2 separate regions of the Ovis aries genome follow, and region 2 is linked to region 1. A link is a contact called in public Hi-C data. All regions are on one chromosome and are shown on one strand. Each heading gives the region's core, a stretch centred on a gene start, on an enhancer-like site or on the middle of the called end of the contact. The rest is flanking DNA. Distances are from core to core; before and after follow the strand shown. Region 1 holds the start of PTBP3 (polypyrimidine tract binding protein 3). Region 2 holds the start of UGCG (UDP-glucose ceramide glucosyltransferase).

Evidence for each region. A called contact is a pair of places that touch in the nucleus more often than the background predicts.
Region 2: a contact with region 1 is called in a Hi-C map of muscle, with 3 times the contacts expected there. The contact joins the promoter of UGCG here to the promoter of PTBP3 in region 1. A contact is called at or near these places in 2 of 16 Hi-C or Micro-C datasets (muscle and skin fibroblasts).

The regions. Positions count from the first base shown.
Region 1 is chr2:11,217,613-11,224,831 of ARS-UI_Ramb_v3.0, reverse strand. PTBP3 (polypyrimidine tract binding protein 3) reads right to left here and starts at 2,652. Exons shown (of 15, transcript XM_060408912.1): 1 at 2,503-2,652. It overlaps LOC114112783 (a long non-coding RNA gene), which reads left to right and starts at 2,978. Exons shown (of 2, transcript XR_006058562.1): 1 at 2,978-3,238; 2 at 3,643-6,386.
Region 2 is chr2:11,650,848-11,658,066 of ARS-UI_Ramb_v3.0, reverse strand. It overlaps UGCG (UDP-glucose ceramide glucosyltransferase), which reads left to right and starts at 2,885. Exons shown (of 9, transcript XM_004004013.5): 1 at 2,885-3,380. The coding sequence starts at 3,283.

The DNA of each region.
Region 1 (7,219 bases), core at 1,403-3,902:
ATAGAAATAGAAAATATCTTGAAAATTTGCATCCACCACCCAAATGGCTCACCAAAATATAACTAAGACAGCCTTAGAACTAAAATAATTACAAACGTCAGCCTTCAGACATCAAAACTGTCAAAGATTTGCTTTTGAAAGAGTCCTACCGAATCATATCTGTGATCAAATTACCTCAAAGAGAAATGAACATACACACACATACACACACAGGGCAGCTGGCCTCTGAGGTGGAACTAGGAAGATATGTTGACTGGAGGTTTGCTGGTTTCTTAACTATCCAAAATAATGAAAAAGGACCTTTTTTCAGGCTATGGAAAAATGTAGAAATTTAATTAGCCTCCTGAAAGTATAAATTCACTGAGTTAAAAACCATATCCCTTAACATCAAGATGTAAAAAACCCTATATAGTTCTGCCAAACAAAAATCCATCTCTTCTAACCCAAAAGAAACTGTTTTCAATTAAGTTTGTCTCAATATCTTCTAAAAGAAAGCTCTAATAAAATTCTATATATTGTTAATAACCTATATCATTATTTAATAGAAGTAAACAAATTTATATTTGTCTAATGATGCAAATTTGTTTTAAACAATAACGATATAGATTAAAATTTTTTCTTATACACTTTGGAAACTCGAATTTGTTTTAAATTTAAATGTGATATCTCTGACATCTGTGGATAAAAAATTAGATTGTGTAAGGTATACCACAGTATTGGTCCGGATGCAAAGAGCATGCTCCTACTTGAACTCCCAAATGAACTTACCTTTCAGTATTTCTTATTGCCTCATATACTTAAACCAATAAACTCATTTTCAGTTTTCAAACCACATTTAGGAGGAAGAAAAAGTTAATTTCTTAAACACTACCCAAAAGAGTAAGTGTGCACTTCACAATTGCTCAAGAGTTTAACAGCGAAGATGCATAATCCAAGAGTCCTCTTTATAACACTGTAAAGTTTCCAATACAAAAAGCTAGGCTGCTTCCACGTCTCACGTTAAACCACTAGTCAAGACAATTCACTACACATAATGAAAATACCACTTTCACAGCCTTGCTCAAATGAAATACTGGCATACTCACACAAATAATTAAGATAGCAAAATTTTGCACTCATAGAAAGTGCAGTTGAAAAAAGGTGATGTAAAACGAGTTTTTAACAGTGCTCTCAGAAAAGCTTCAGTTAAACAATAAAAACAGCTTCAATTAAATCTTAAAAATACTTTAAAGGACATCACAATAAGCGAAATCTAAAATTGCATTTTGTCTAACGTCTGTAATACTGTGCAATCTGCATTCAAATATATTTATAGATTTATAAAACTAGGATAAATGAAATCTAATGAAGGCAAAAATTGTTCGAAGATCCTTTTACACAGGAAGATCTTTACACAGCACGACAACAATCAACTATATGGCAACATATACGTGATTTTACTGTACAAGCAAGTTCCATATATTCTACAACCAAGAGGTTTACAGAAATCTTGCCATCAAAATCGAGTAACAGGCCAACCAAAATCTCAAGTGCATAATGAAAATAAGTAAGTGGATCTGCAGGCTCTAAGAGAGCAGGAGATTTTTTTTTTTAACCTTGACAGACATATACTAGGATCTTCAACTAATTCACTAAGATCTAACCTAGTTATTTTCTTAATCATTCAAATATTGGTTTGGTCCCACCCAAGGAGTCCCCAGAGAAATATTTACACCGATGATCCTACATCTTTACTTTAGCCACAGATTTCATTCACTTTTAGAGCGTTTCAAACCGCCTGGAAAATCGCACTTTTTTTTTCTGCATACAGCGCAGGGAATTCACGAAGTTCCTTGGGGGCGGAGGTGGGGTTGGTAAAGGGACGCATCCCTGTTCACCGAGTCCAGACTCCCGGAGTACCGTAATCGTAACAAGCTCCCAGCACAAGCCCGGAGACCGCGTGGGGCCCCGGCTCCGGGACCGGGTCGCCGCCCAGACGTTTACCGGCGCGTGCCCTCGCCGTCCGCCACTCCGCGGCCACTCGTCTCCCCGCCAGGGGAAGCTCCAGCGCTCGCCCCACCTCACCGGTAAACACCAACTCCCCGAGCGGGAGGACGCCCGCCCCGAGCGCCGCCTCCGCCTCCCCCAGCGCCGCGCACCATTTTCTGAGAGGAAGTGTCGGGAGGCCGGGCCGGGCTCCCTCGACTCTCGGGCGGAGGGCGGACCTCGGAACCCGGGTCTGCCCCGGGCTTTCCGCCGCTTCCCGGGGCGAGGGTGTACAGAGGCGGCAGGACGGGGTAGGGGGGCGCCCCGAGGGGGAAAGAGAGGCTGCGGCGGACCGCCTCTCCGCGATGCGTGGCTCCCCAAAGGAGGCACCCGGAAGCCCCGCCGTCGGGCTCTGCCGGGGCCGCTCCTCTGGTCGCCGGCGCCGCGCCCGGCTTCCCAGCTCCGGCGCGTCCGGCCGAGAGCTGCGGAAAAGAGGACGAGCGCAGCCCGGTGACCGCCGCGCCGCCGAGCACTTACCCATCCATGGCCCAGACGGAGGCGAGCACAGTGCGGGGACTGACGGGCTCACCGCGAGCGGAGGAAGGAGGCGGCGGCAACAGGGCGGCTCCGGGAACCGGCAAACGGCGCCTCTCCTGAGCCCCGGCCGGTCGGAGGTGGAGAGAGAGTGGGAAACAGGGGCGGAGACCAGGGACGCTCCCGCCACCGCCGCGCCCCCGCCTTCCCCACCCCCCGAGCGCGTCCCCGCCTCGCCTCACCCCGCCCCTCAGCGTCGACGCCCTCCCTGGGCCCCGCCCTCAGCCGCTCTCCGGCTCGGCTCCAGGGCGCCCTCTTCCTGCTGCCTCCCTAGAGACCCCGCCTCCGGGTGCCCCGCCCCGGCGCGCGCCCCCCGCCCCCGCCGGCCTCCTTGCTCGCGGGAGCGCGCGCCTTGTGCTTCCCGCTTCGCCGCCCCCACCCCCCCCCCCACACCCCGCCCCGCGCCCCCGCGGGCTTCGCCTGCCTTCCGCCTCCTCCGCCCGGGGGCTCCCTAGCTTGGACACCTCCCTGTACCAGCGGGAAAAACGTTGGGGACCCGACTCCGGACAGTAGGTAGGAGTGTCCCGCGAGAGCCCCAGAACCGCCGCGAAATTGCCCCGGGTGGGCGAGACTGTCGGCTCGGCCCCGAGCACCGAGGCCAGGCGCCGTCTGTGGGCTTCCCCCGGCCTGGCAGCCCAGGGAAGCGCCGGTCGCCCGCCCGGTGACCCGCACCGGCTCGGTAGGTGAGGTTGGGATGAAGATGAAAGAGGTGAATGAGATTACCCCGAACTTGAGAATATACAGCTTTATTCTCTGAGTGCTCTTCCACTCAGTCTGGCATTGAATTTACAGGAAACATTCATTGCACTGTATGGAATGGCCACTATATTGGTAGCATTTTATAAAAGTTTCCACATTTTCCCTATTAAAAAAAAAACAACAACAACAGAAACCTATGAAAGAGTGCTTATTCTCGTTTTTCAGATGAAAATTTAGACGAGTGATTTGCCGACAGTTTGACACCCACAGAAACCCTTTCCTTTTAGTCTGAGCAAAATTATAAGAATATAAGTAGTGGCAACTCGGTTTTTTTCCCCTCATATTCTGTTTGGTTCTGAAATTGAATGATTTTTCGATTCACAGATCGCCCAAGACGTGAGCCACTGAACACTGTCCTCCACCAAATTCTTAACTTCCTGGGTAGAAAGAGGGGACAGCTCCTTCTCAGCCTCATTCGAAAAGCCAGTAACTACAAGCTCCATCATCTATCCTTGCTACTATCCTGCTTTTTAAAAAGTGGGTGCTACTGAAAAGACTTAAACTGTTGATTCACCCATCTTTTCAGTCAATATTTGTTGCTTACTATTTGCCAAGCACTGCAGGGCTGACCAAGAAAATCAGGTTCCAGTCTTGACGGTTGCTGCATTCCTCCCTTAGTTTATTATTTGTTTGTTGACAAAACACAATTTTTGAATACCTCAGGTATCTTATTAAGAAAGATCATTTTAAAAATACTGTTATCTAACCTAAATCGCACTTTTCAAAAGGTCAAATATGCTTTGATTCTTATGTTAAATCTAAATATGAAGTTGCAGTTGTAAACATTGCCACCCTACTTTGCCAGATGGGTATTAAAAATACCAGCAAGATAAGTAGCTGATGAGGTCTTCCTGTTGTTTGGGGAATATATTCTGTTGATAAAATTGCCTCAATTTTTTTTTAAGCTATGCAAGTAGTAATATACATACATGCTCATTTTGGAAAATTCAAAACAACTTTAAATATAAAAAGGTATTATTTCTCTTCACAAGCTACCCCCTTGCCCATGATAGCCACTTAACAGTTGTGCACCTTCCAACACCCTCACCATTTTTTCCTCTTTTCACTTAAAAATCTACTTAATTCTTTTTAATACTATTATTTCATGTGCCATAATTTTATTTAACCTTTTCCAAAATAGTGGAAATTTACATTGTTTCTAATTATTCAAAATAATTAACAGTACTGCAAAGAACATCATATATGTATGAGCATCTTTGCTTGTATGTGATTATATCAAGGAATAGATTCCTAGAAACAGAATTGGAGGACAAAAGGCATAAGCATTCTCAGATTTCATAAATATTGACAAAATGATTCCCAAAAGCGGAACCAATTTATACTTTTAGAAGTTGTATTTCTCTTAGCCAGTGCCTTATGATAGCTGACAGATTTCAGTATTAAAAAATAAATGTGAAGTCTGTCTCACACTCACTGTCCATAGTACCAAAAATAACTTTGAAAGGTCTCCAGTGTAAAGTGTACCTGACTGAAATGAACAGAACTGTATGGCGTTTCCTAAACCAGTCACATCCAGTTGTGCAACAGAAGCCTAGATAGTAAGAAGACAACTCAGGACAGAACACAAGGTGAAACCCTGGCCCCTCCCCTGCCTCTTGGCCATAAGTTTCAAAGATTTTTCATGGATTGAACGCCATAGGTTTGTGAGTTTCTCTGATTCAGAAACAATATATAGAATAGAATTTAGTTCTTCTATGACCACTTTTAGAATACTAGCTATTCCTATAATACGTATGGCATTAGAAAGCTGTGGCCTATAATATCAGCGTAAGTTTCTGAGTTTCTGGAACGATCAGATAATCACCCACGTGACCTGCCTTGACATAAAGAGCTATATGTTCTGTATACTGGATTCCTGATGATAACACAGTCTTTATTTGCTAATTGCTCTTTACTTTTGAAAAGTAAGACAGTTAAAATAATTTAGTTTAAATTTTCTAACACTTTACCTTCTTTTGTTTTTATTCTAATTTTTATTGTAAGAAATTGCCCTGAAACACCTTCATCTAATGAGACACTCCCTACCCCCTCCATTATGATGTTTGGGCGAAATGTAACCTTTGAACATTTGCCTTAAAACATTGCAATATGCAGTGGTAGTTAACATTTAACCAACATTATTACCCTGCTCATGACACTAGTGGTAAAGAAAGGGCCTCTCAGTGCAGGAGACGTATATAAGAGGCGTGAATTCGATGCCTGGGTGGGGAAGATGCCCTGGAGAAGGGCATGGCAGTCCTCTCCAGTACTCTTGCCTGGAGTATCCCATGGACAAAGCAGCCTGGCAGGCTGTGGTCCATGGGGTCACAGAGTCTGACATGACTGAAGCAACTTAGCACACACATGTTACCCTATTCATGTTTATAGGTAAGATTACTTAAGATAGAAAAATAATACCTAAGATAGAAAAATAAAAAGATCCCAATTTAAGTCAGAGATAAGACCAGCCATTTGATGAATCTAGGAGGGAGACATTTTAATATCATTTTATCCCCTGACAAATACAGAATCATAATTGCTAGCATATATACGCTAAAATACAAACATGAAATTATTCTGAGTGAAATAAAGCTAAACTTAAAAGCCTACAAACTGTATGATTCCATTTATATAACAGTCTCAAAATGACAAAATTACAGAGATAGACAACAGATTAGTGGTTGCCAAGGGTTAAGAAGGAGGATGGCAGGGTGGTGGTGATGGAAGATACATAAAGAGAAGGAGACAGGTGTGACTATAAGGGAGTATAGCAGGGGGGGTGTTTGTGGTGATGGTGCAAGTCCTGATTGTGAGGTTGACTGTACAAATCTACAGAATCTGATAATATTGCATCGGACTTTAGACACATACAGTGCATGTAAAACTAGTAAAATCTGAGTGAGATTTATGAATTGTACCAATGTCAATTTATTTTGTTACAATTATTAAGACATTACTGGTAGAAACTGGGTGAAGAGTTTCTGGGACCTCTTGGTACTTCTTTTAGAACTTACTGTGAATCTGTAATTATTTCAAAAATAAAAAAAAATTGCCAAGTGTTCCCTTAAGTACGTGTTATTTGTTCAATAGTTAATGCCAATAACAAACTTCAGAGGCTGAAGGAAACTGTATAGGTGTATAATTCATATTTTTCAGGTGCTGTTAACTTGGTAGTCAGACTAGGTTATAATAGCTGACACACACTGAATCTGACACTGCCCAATCTGTTGAACGATGAGCCTTCCTTCAAAGTCCTTCCCAACTGTGTGAGAAAGAGACTTGAAAGTGTTTCCCACATACTCACTGACCTCTCTGCCATCATGAGTTACGTCCATGTTCCTGAGCCCATCCTTGGCCCTGATGTAGTCATTTCCGTGTGAAGCTTAGTAAGACCAGTCCAGAGGACTTGAGCATTTGCGCTGAAGGTGCTGTCTTCAGTCCCTGACCAGTAGTGGCAGTTGCCAGCCCAAGTCGAAGTTGCTGTGGATTTTCAAGAATAATTTTCCTTTTGTCATACTATATCACCGAGGTCCCAGTGTCACTCAGAGTTTCTAATAAAACAGACCTTTCCATTTTTATTCTGAGAAAGTCCTTTGAGATTTAGGCATGAATCTGAGACAAGGCCAGAGAACAATTTGAGTGATAATCACTACCCTCTTTAAAGAATCATTGCCCTTAAGCACTGAGCCTTTGTCCTTAAAACTGGTACAATCTACTCTATACCCTGAGACTCTGGGTTCCCAACCAGGGGGTCTGCATTCAGTCCCTGGTAAGGAGACTAGATCCCACGTGAGGACAGCTAAGGGTTGGTATGCTGCAGCGAAGATGCAGTGCAGCCAAATAAATTAAAAATAATAATAATCACTTATTTAGAAATAATTGACAGTGTTGTGCTTTTTAA
Region 2 (7,219 bases), core at 1,636-4,135, 430 kb before region 1:
AAATATAGGCATTTGGGGCACAGTGTAACGATCAACTTGCCAAAGTTTGTTTCATTGCTCTAAGTTAACTTAAGTACCTATGTTCTCCCAGCCTCTGTTCTTGTCTTTTCTGGGACATAGAACTAGAACCAATATAATTTCATTTCAGTTGGAATCAGCTACAGTTATTTTGGTCTGGATTTGGTTCAAACCAAAAATGTGTTCCAACTACGTGGTTGAACTAGACATTTTAAATCCTTTTCTTGTTAAGGTTTTAAAACTAAACTATCCATGGCCATTAAATGACAGTCAAATGTGGGTTTTGTTTATCTCTAAAAACACTGCTCCTTAAAAATGTACATATTTAAATCACTAATGCTACTAAATTGCCACTGAAAAAAGTCAGAGGCCCTGAACTTGGTAGAATTGGTGTTCAAAGAGACAGGAGAGCCCTTTAGACAAGCAACCAAAACAATGTAAACTGCCAAAAGTAAGATCAGCGGACAGGGTTTTTACTAAACTTCTATGCTGCTATGCTACATGGAAGAAATTTATACTTTTATCATATATAAAGAATGTTGAAAGTGAAATAAAAGTGTTAGTCACTCATTTTTGTCCAACTCTTTGTGACCCCATTGACTGTAGCCAGCCAGGTTCCTCTGTCCCTGGAATTCTCAAGGCAAGAATACTGGAGTGGGTTGCCATGCCCTTCTCCAGAGGGTCTTCCCCACTTAGGGACTGAACACAGGTCTCATGTCTCCTGCGTTGGCAGGTGGGTTCTTACCACTAGCACCACCTGGGAAACCTATATAACCTTAGGATTACACATTCTGACGCTACTCCTTTAAAATTATCAACCAGGCTTGGACAGACTAAATTTAAATAGGCTAAAGTACAACACAGCAAATCTTCTATCTACTAGTTATATCCAATTAGAGGAGTTCTGTTAACTCTTAAGAATATTTGATTCTTTCACTTTTCTTTGGCTTCATTTTCCATGTCATTGATTTTAAAATCCTTCATTGTAAGGTTCCAAACAATTTGGATAAATGCAGAATAACACAAAATGCTTAAACTGACCAACTGATGTAGTTCATCATATCTTAACAGTACATTAATGGTAAGATGCAGCATTATTTTACGTACAACTAAGGAAAAAACACCAATTAATTGTAAAATGCCATTGACTGTGAGATCCATTTCAGAAATGTTAAAATGTATTCAAATGTTTCTTTTTAAGTCAGAATTAACTAAAATAGTGACATTTAAAAATTTTCACTTGTAGTGTTATTTCCATGCTAGTACACTATCGAGCTATAACTTTATCAACCAGTAACTCTCAACAATGAAGTCTGGTTTCTAAGTCTTGTTCTTTCTTACTGACTTTACCCAGGTAAAACAAAGGATACAGCAAATCCAGGATTGGTTCTCAACATAGACGTTAATTCAAACTCTTCTAAAGGTGTGCGTACACTCAGTCGCTAAGTCGTATACATCTTTTCTATCCCATGGATTGTAGCCTGCCAAAATCCTCTGTCCATGAGGTTTTCCAGGTAAGAATACTGGAGTAGGTTGCCATTTCCTTTTCCAGGAGATCTTTCTGACACAGGGTAACCCCTGTGTTCTGCATGCAAGTGGATTCTTTCTAACTGAGCCACCTGGGAAGCCCCTTTCTGATTGTAGTTTCTCATTTAATTGTAGATTGAGGTAGTTCATTCGATCAATATCAACTATATAAATAACAATGATAAACAACTTCTTTCCAAAATTGAAATCTATTCTGAAATCTCTCTAGGGAGTCATGGATTATGTAAAAGGAAATCATTTGAAATAATAAACACTTGTCTAAACATAAAACAGTGAAGAATCTACATAAACTCATCTAGGCTAAAGAAAGAGAAACGTTTAGTACTAGATTAAAACATCTCCCTGGACTGATTTAAATTAAGATAAACAGTAGGTTACCTTACTATCCAAAATGCCACATCTTTCCATTTTAGAGTGCTATCCTCCTGGGTAACTTAAAATCTTCTAGTAGCTAGCAGAATTTAAAAAACAGCAGCAAAGGCAGCGAAACAATTTTAATAAATTAACTCGTATCAAAAATATTCTTAAAATTTGAAATCAATATAAAATTAATGACATCAAGTGTATCACTTCATATTAGGTGTATGACTTACATTCGTAACACAACTCATTTAGTTCCTGCTATCCACATTTCAAGCGCGCAATAGCCCCTATGGCTATCATATTGGGCAGGAGTCTTAGAGGACTTCAGAATCAGCTAATCCTTTACATCCAGAGTTTGAGAATTTCTTGTATGTTACATACATGCTGCTTCTAAGGTGCTTAGAGATCTGTGAAGCAGAAGACTTCACTCTCGGTACGTTGTGATCCAAGGCTCGACAGCATTGAAAGTAGCAAGGGAGAAAGGCAATGGGACAGATCCGGACGCCCAGGAACGTGCCTTGGAAGGTCTGGGCCGCTCCGGGCAATGCCCGGCGCAGAGACTGCGGACACAGCTTTGGAAGTTGCACTGCGCGACAACTCGGGGCTGCCTGGAACCCCGGGCCTTTTCCTAGGACGCCCTGGCACACCAGAGCCGGACAAAGGGAAAGTGTCCTCGGAGCTGGACACAGGGTCGCGCTCCGCCGACAGAGGCGGCTGCCCGGGTCGCATTCGCCGGTCGCCGAGAGGTGGGCGGCGGCCGGCGGCTGGAGAGGAACACCCAGACTAGCCCTCCCAGGGGCGCGCTCACGACAGTGACGCCACCAGCGCGAGGGCGGCAGGGTGGGCGGAGAGGAGCGGCGCGCACCGCCCCTCGGAGGGCGGGACCGCGGTTTCGGAGGGCCGGGGCGGGGCGGGGTGCGCCGGGGAGTCGGGGCGCCAGCGGGCGGTTTCGATTAGTGCTCGGAGCTGCGACGGCAGAGCAAGGCGCGGAGCTGCGCTGCCCGGAGCCCGGCGCCAAGGCTGCGGGAAGGCGGCGGCGCAGGCGCGCGGGGTCCGGCAGGCGGCCGCGAAGAGGTGGAGAGGCGAGCGGGAGCGCGGGGCCACGGCCGACCTGACCACTGAGCCCGGCCACCGCAGCGCCGGCACCCGCGAGCGCGCCCGGGCCAGCGCGCGAGGGAGAGCGCGCGGGCGGGGGCGCGCAGGCCCTGCCCGCCCCTTCCGCCCCCACCCCCTCCGCCCCTTCCTCTCCCCACCTTTCTCTCCTCTTCTGCGCCCCCGCGCCGGGCGCCCACCCAGTCCTCCTCCTGCGGGAGCGCTGTCCGCTGCGGCGGCCGGATCGGGCCGGGCCGGGGGATGGCGCTGCTGGACCTGGCCCTGGAGGGAATGGCCGTCTTCGGGTTCGTCCTCTTCTTGGTGCTGTGGCTGATGCATTTCATGGCCATCATCTACACGTGAGTGAGGGGCAGCTGGAGGACCCGCGGCGGGGTCCAGGCCTCGGGGACAGGCGAGGGTAGGAGGAATTTCGCTTTGGAGGAGATTGGGCTCGGATGGGGGTGGAGACAGCCAATTTTCAGACTCTCCCTCCCAGTCTCTCTAGCCTTGGATCAGCTGGGCCGGGGGGTTCATTGGAAGAGAGAAGTGACCAGTGAGGGGGTGGCTGGGCGGCAGGCGACTTCACAGCCAGCGGAAAGAGACTGTACTCTTTTTATGTGTAGGGCGGAGGGTTGCTTGCTTGGTTTGATTGTGCTATGGATTCGTGTGGTTTTTCATCTGGGCCAAGATGTATGGTGTATTGTGAGGTTTTTTTCCCTCTCTCGACCTGGGCCACGTTTCTATTATGATGGTGATCATTTCCACTCTTCTGGGAGCTGCACGCAGCCACCTGGAGACCTCCCTGTGGATTTTCTTCTTCCTGGATAAGCTTTCTGTCCTTAGATAGATGTGAAGCACCTGTCCATCTTGAAAAACGTCCACCAAACCTCTGAACTGGTGGTGTAACCTTAAGTCACGTCAGCTTGTACATTTCAGTGTGGCTACCCCCCACCCCCCAATTCCTTATATTTTGTCTTTAGATTGGGTCCGCCCCGCCCCCCAGGCACATACCTTTTCATTAGATACCATTCATTGAAGACACAGTATCAAGCACGACAGAATTCCTGTCCTCATAGAGCTTACATTCCAGAAGGGAGAGACATAATTAAAATCCGAATAAGGTTATTTCAGATAGTGATAAAGACTATGAAATAAAATAAAATCGGGTAATGGGATGAGTATGACATAGGGTGTGTAACTATTTTTGATATTTTAATTGTTTGACTGTCTTTAAAATGGAAAAAGTCTTTGTAAGGAGATGAAAGAATTGACACAGCCCATTACTCTTGGATTCACTAGACTTTTAGCTGGAAAAAAAAAAAAAAAAAAGATTGTGCATAGTTATCTTTACCACCATTTAGAATAGGGTATATGTTAGTAGAGAGAAGACTTTAAGAAATTACTTAACAGTTTTTCTTTCCCTTTCACTGCAGAAAAAGTACTTCTTCCTTTTAGAAATGCTGCATTTTATTAGTGTAGTGTAGCATTTCCTGGTAGTGGAGAAAGATGCTACTGATACATGGTAAATGCATGATGGTATTTCTTTGAAGATGAAGGAAAAATGCTTCTTGGATACTGTTTTTAGGTTTTGGAGTTTGTGAGCTGTAGGCAGTGAACATTCTGGAGTTCATTTTAAATATATAAGTTATTAAAAAGCAATTTTGTTACTTTATCTGATCATAGAAATAAAACAGGCTTATTGTATAGGGAATTAGACTACAGAGAAGAAGAAAGAGGAAAGTTAAACACACACACCAAAACTCCATTGCCTGTCAACCTTTTGTACTATCCTTCCAATTATATTTCTATAGGGGGAGGGAAAGGAAGAGAGGGAGGTCAGGAAGGAACGAGGAAGGGACCATACCATGATTTTTCTGTAACCAGCTTTAAAATTCATGTATTTAATAAATACTTTCTAGGAAGCTCTTTTGCACTGTTCTAAGTGCTGGAAATAAGATTGAAGAACAATAAATCCAAGGCCCCTGCTCTCATGGAGCTTCCATGTAAAATGTCATGAGTAATTTTTTCATGTCAGTAAATGTATGATCTCTCCATCATTTTTAATAGATGCATGACATTTTTGTTTATGAGGCACTAATATGTGTTCATTATTATTATTGGTAGGCGTTTAGGCTATTTTCAGTTTGTCACTATTACGAACAACATTGTGATGAATGGTTTCCATCTTTAAGAGATGATCTCCTAAGTTTACATTTTGAAAGAGGAATTATTGGACTAGAAGTGGTACACATTTTAAACTTGGATACATATTATCCTACAGAAATGTTGTATCTATTCATAGTCCTGGTAACATTGTATGATGGTCCCCATTTCCCCTTACTAAGTATTAGGGTTTTTACTGTTCTGTTTTTTATTTTCATTCCTGTAATTATTGGTTTCATCAAATGTTTTTCATCTATTTAATGCCAGTTACAGCTAGTTGTAAATTTCGTATTCATAAGTCTTTTGCTTGTACAATCTATTGCCTTTTCATAGGAAGATTGTTCTGTGATATGCTGCAGTTTTTTCCCAACTTGTTTTTTGTCCTTCAACTTTGTACATATATTTCAGATGTATAAAAGTGTGTGTGTGCCTTTGTGTTTTAGATAGCCTTGTCTTTCCCGCTGCCCTCCCCACCCCCACCCCAACTGGTAAAATTTTTTATCTTTTCCATTTCTCCTAACTGTTATATAATATCTCTTTTAGTATTTTGAGTTTTCTTTTTTTTCCTTTTTAACAGTTGACCCCTTATAAAGTGTACCAGTATCCACTGTTTTAGTGAAGTATTATTACCTTTATTACAGTGTTACTTAGAGGCAGGCCCTTCCTTATTCTTTTGTAAATTTTTATGACTTTTTATACATTTTTACTTGAACTTTAGAACCTCTAAGTAATCTTGTATTCAAATTGGAATTGTTAAATTCACAGCCCAATTTGAAGAAAGTTGCCATCTTTCAACATAGGACTGTGATGGAACACCCTCCCTCTGTGATGTGTATGTGTGTTTGTGCATGCTCAGTCCTGTCCAGCTGTTTGTGACAGTTGCAGACTGTAGCCCACCAGGCTCCTCTGTCCATGGGATTTTCCAGATGAGAATACTGGAGTGGGTTGCCAGTTCCTACTCGAGGGGAACTTCCTGACCCAGGGATCGAACCCCTGTCTCTTGCATCTCCTGCATTGACAGGCGGATTCTTTACCACTGCACCACCTAAAAGTCACGCTTATTTAACACTAGTAAAGTAGCTGAATACTTCAAGTAACCATCTGAGAGTGTTTATACTCTTAGACTGTGACAACTCCAGAATTGTTTTAAATTATTTTGTATTTAATAATAAACTGAAAAAAAAAATTTTTTAATACCTTTTTGTTTAAAATACTTTCAGTTTTTGAGAGTAGCACAAACTTTAATTAAGATACGGTAGAGTCTTTCTATTTCTTTTTTAATGCTCCACGAAGTTACCTTTTATATTGACAGTAACAGGATCCAGAGAAGTTAAATGAAAATAGAACAAAGAAAATGCAATTAGTTTATAATAGTTTAGTAGGAATCTTCAGAATAGTTTTCTGAACTAGGTAAAAGAACATGAAGTAAATAACCAACAGCTTAATTTATGTATAAATTATATGCTGCCTTTTAAAAACTTAGGTTCCTTTCATCTCATCCCACCTTCAAAATTATTTCCTGTTTGATTTGATTCCTTTCTTACTGAAGTGAAGATGCTTCCCAGTTTGAGTTGTTTTCAAGCAAAGCACTAAGGGTTTGTCCTCTCTTTCTACTGTATTTAGTAAATTTGCAGGTTTGATAATCTCAGCATTTTGATATTCTTAACATTTTGACAAGGAAGGCTAAAGAATATTGATAGTGATATTTTGGTTAAAATTTTATGCTAAGCATTCTATATTTTATTGAAGAATATGTTTCCTGAACATGTGTCTGTATCCTCTCAAATCCTTTTTTAATATGATAAAGTATAAATAAATTAAAATAGCCAGATTTAATCAATGCCCCTCCTAAAACCTTGTGCCTGAAACTGGTGGAAATGGAGCCTATGTGGTTCCATATCTGGTTGTCAGATTAAGGAGCGTAATCTGTGAGCTACTAATGTTTAAAAATATTTAAGTAATACAAGCATTGCAGTGAAATTGCTAAAAAACAAAACAATGAACATTAAAAAAAAAACACCATGGTTATTTTTTT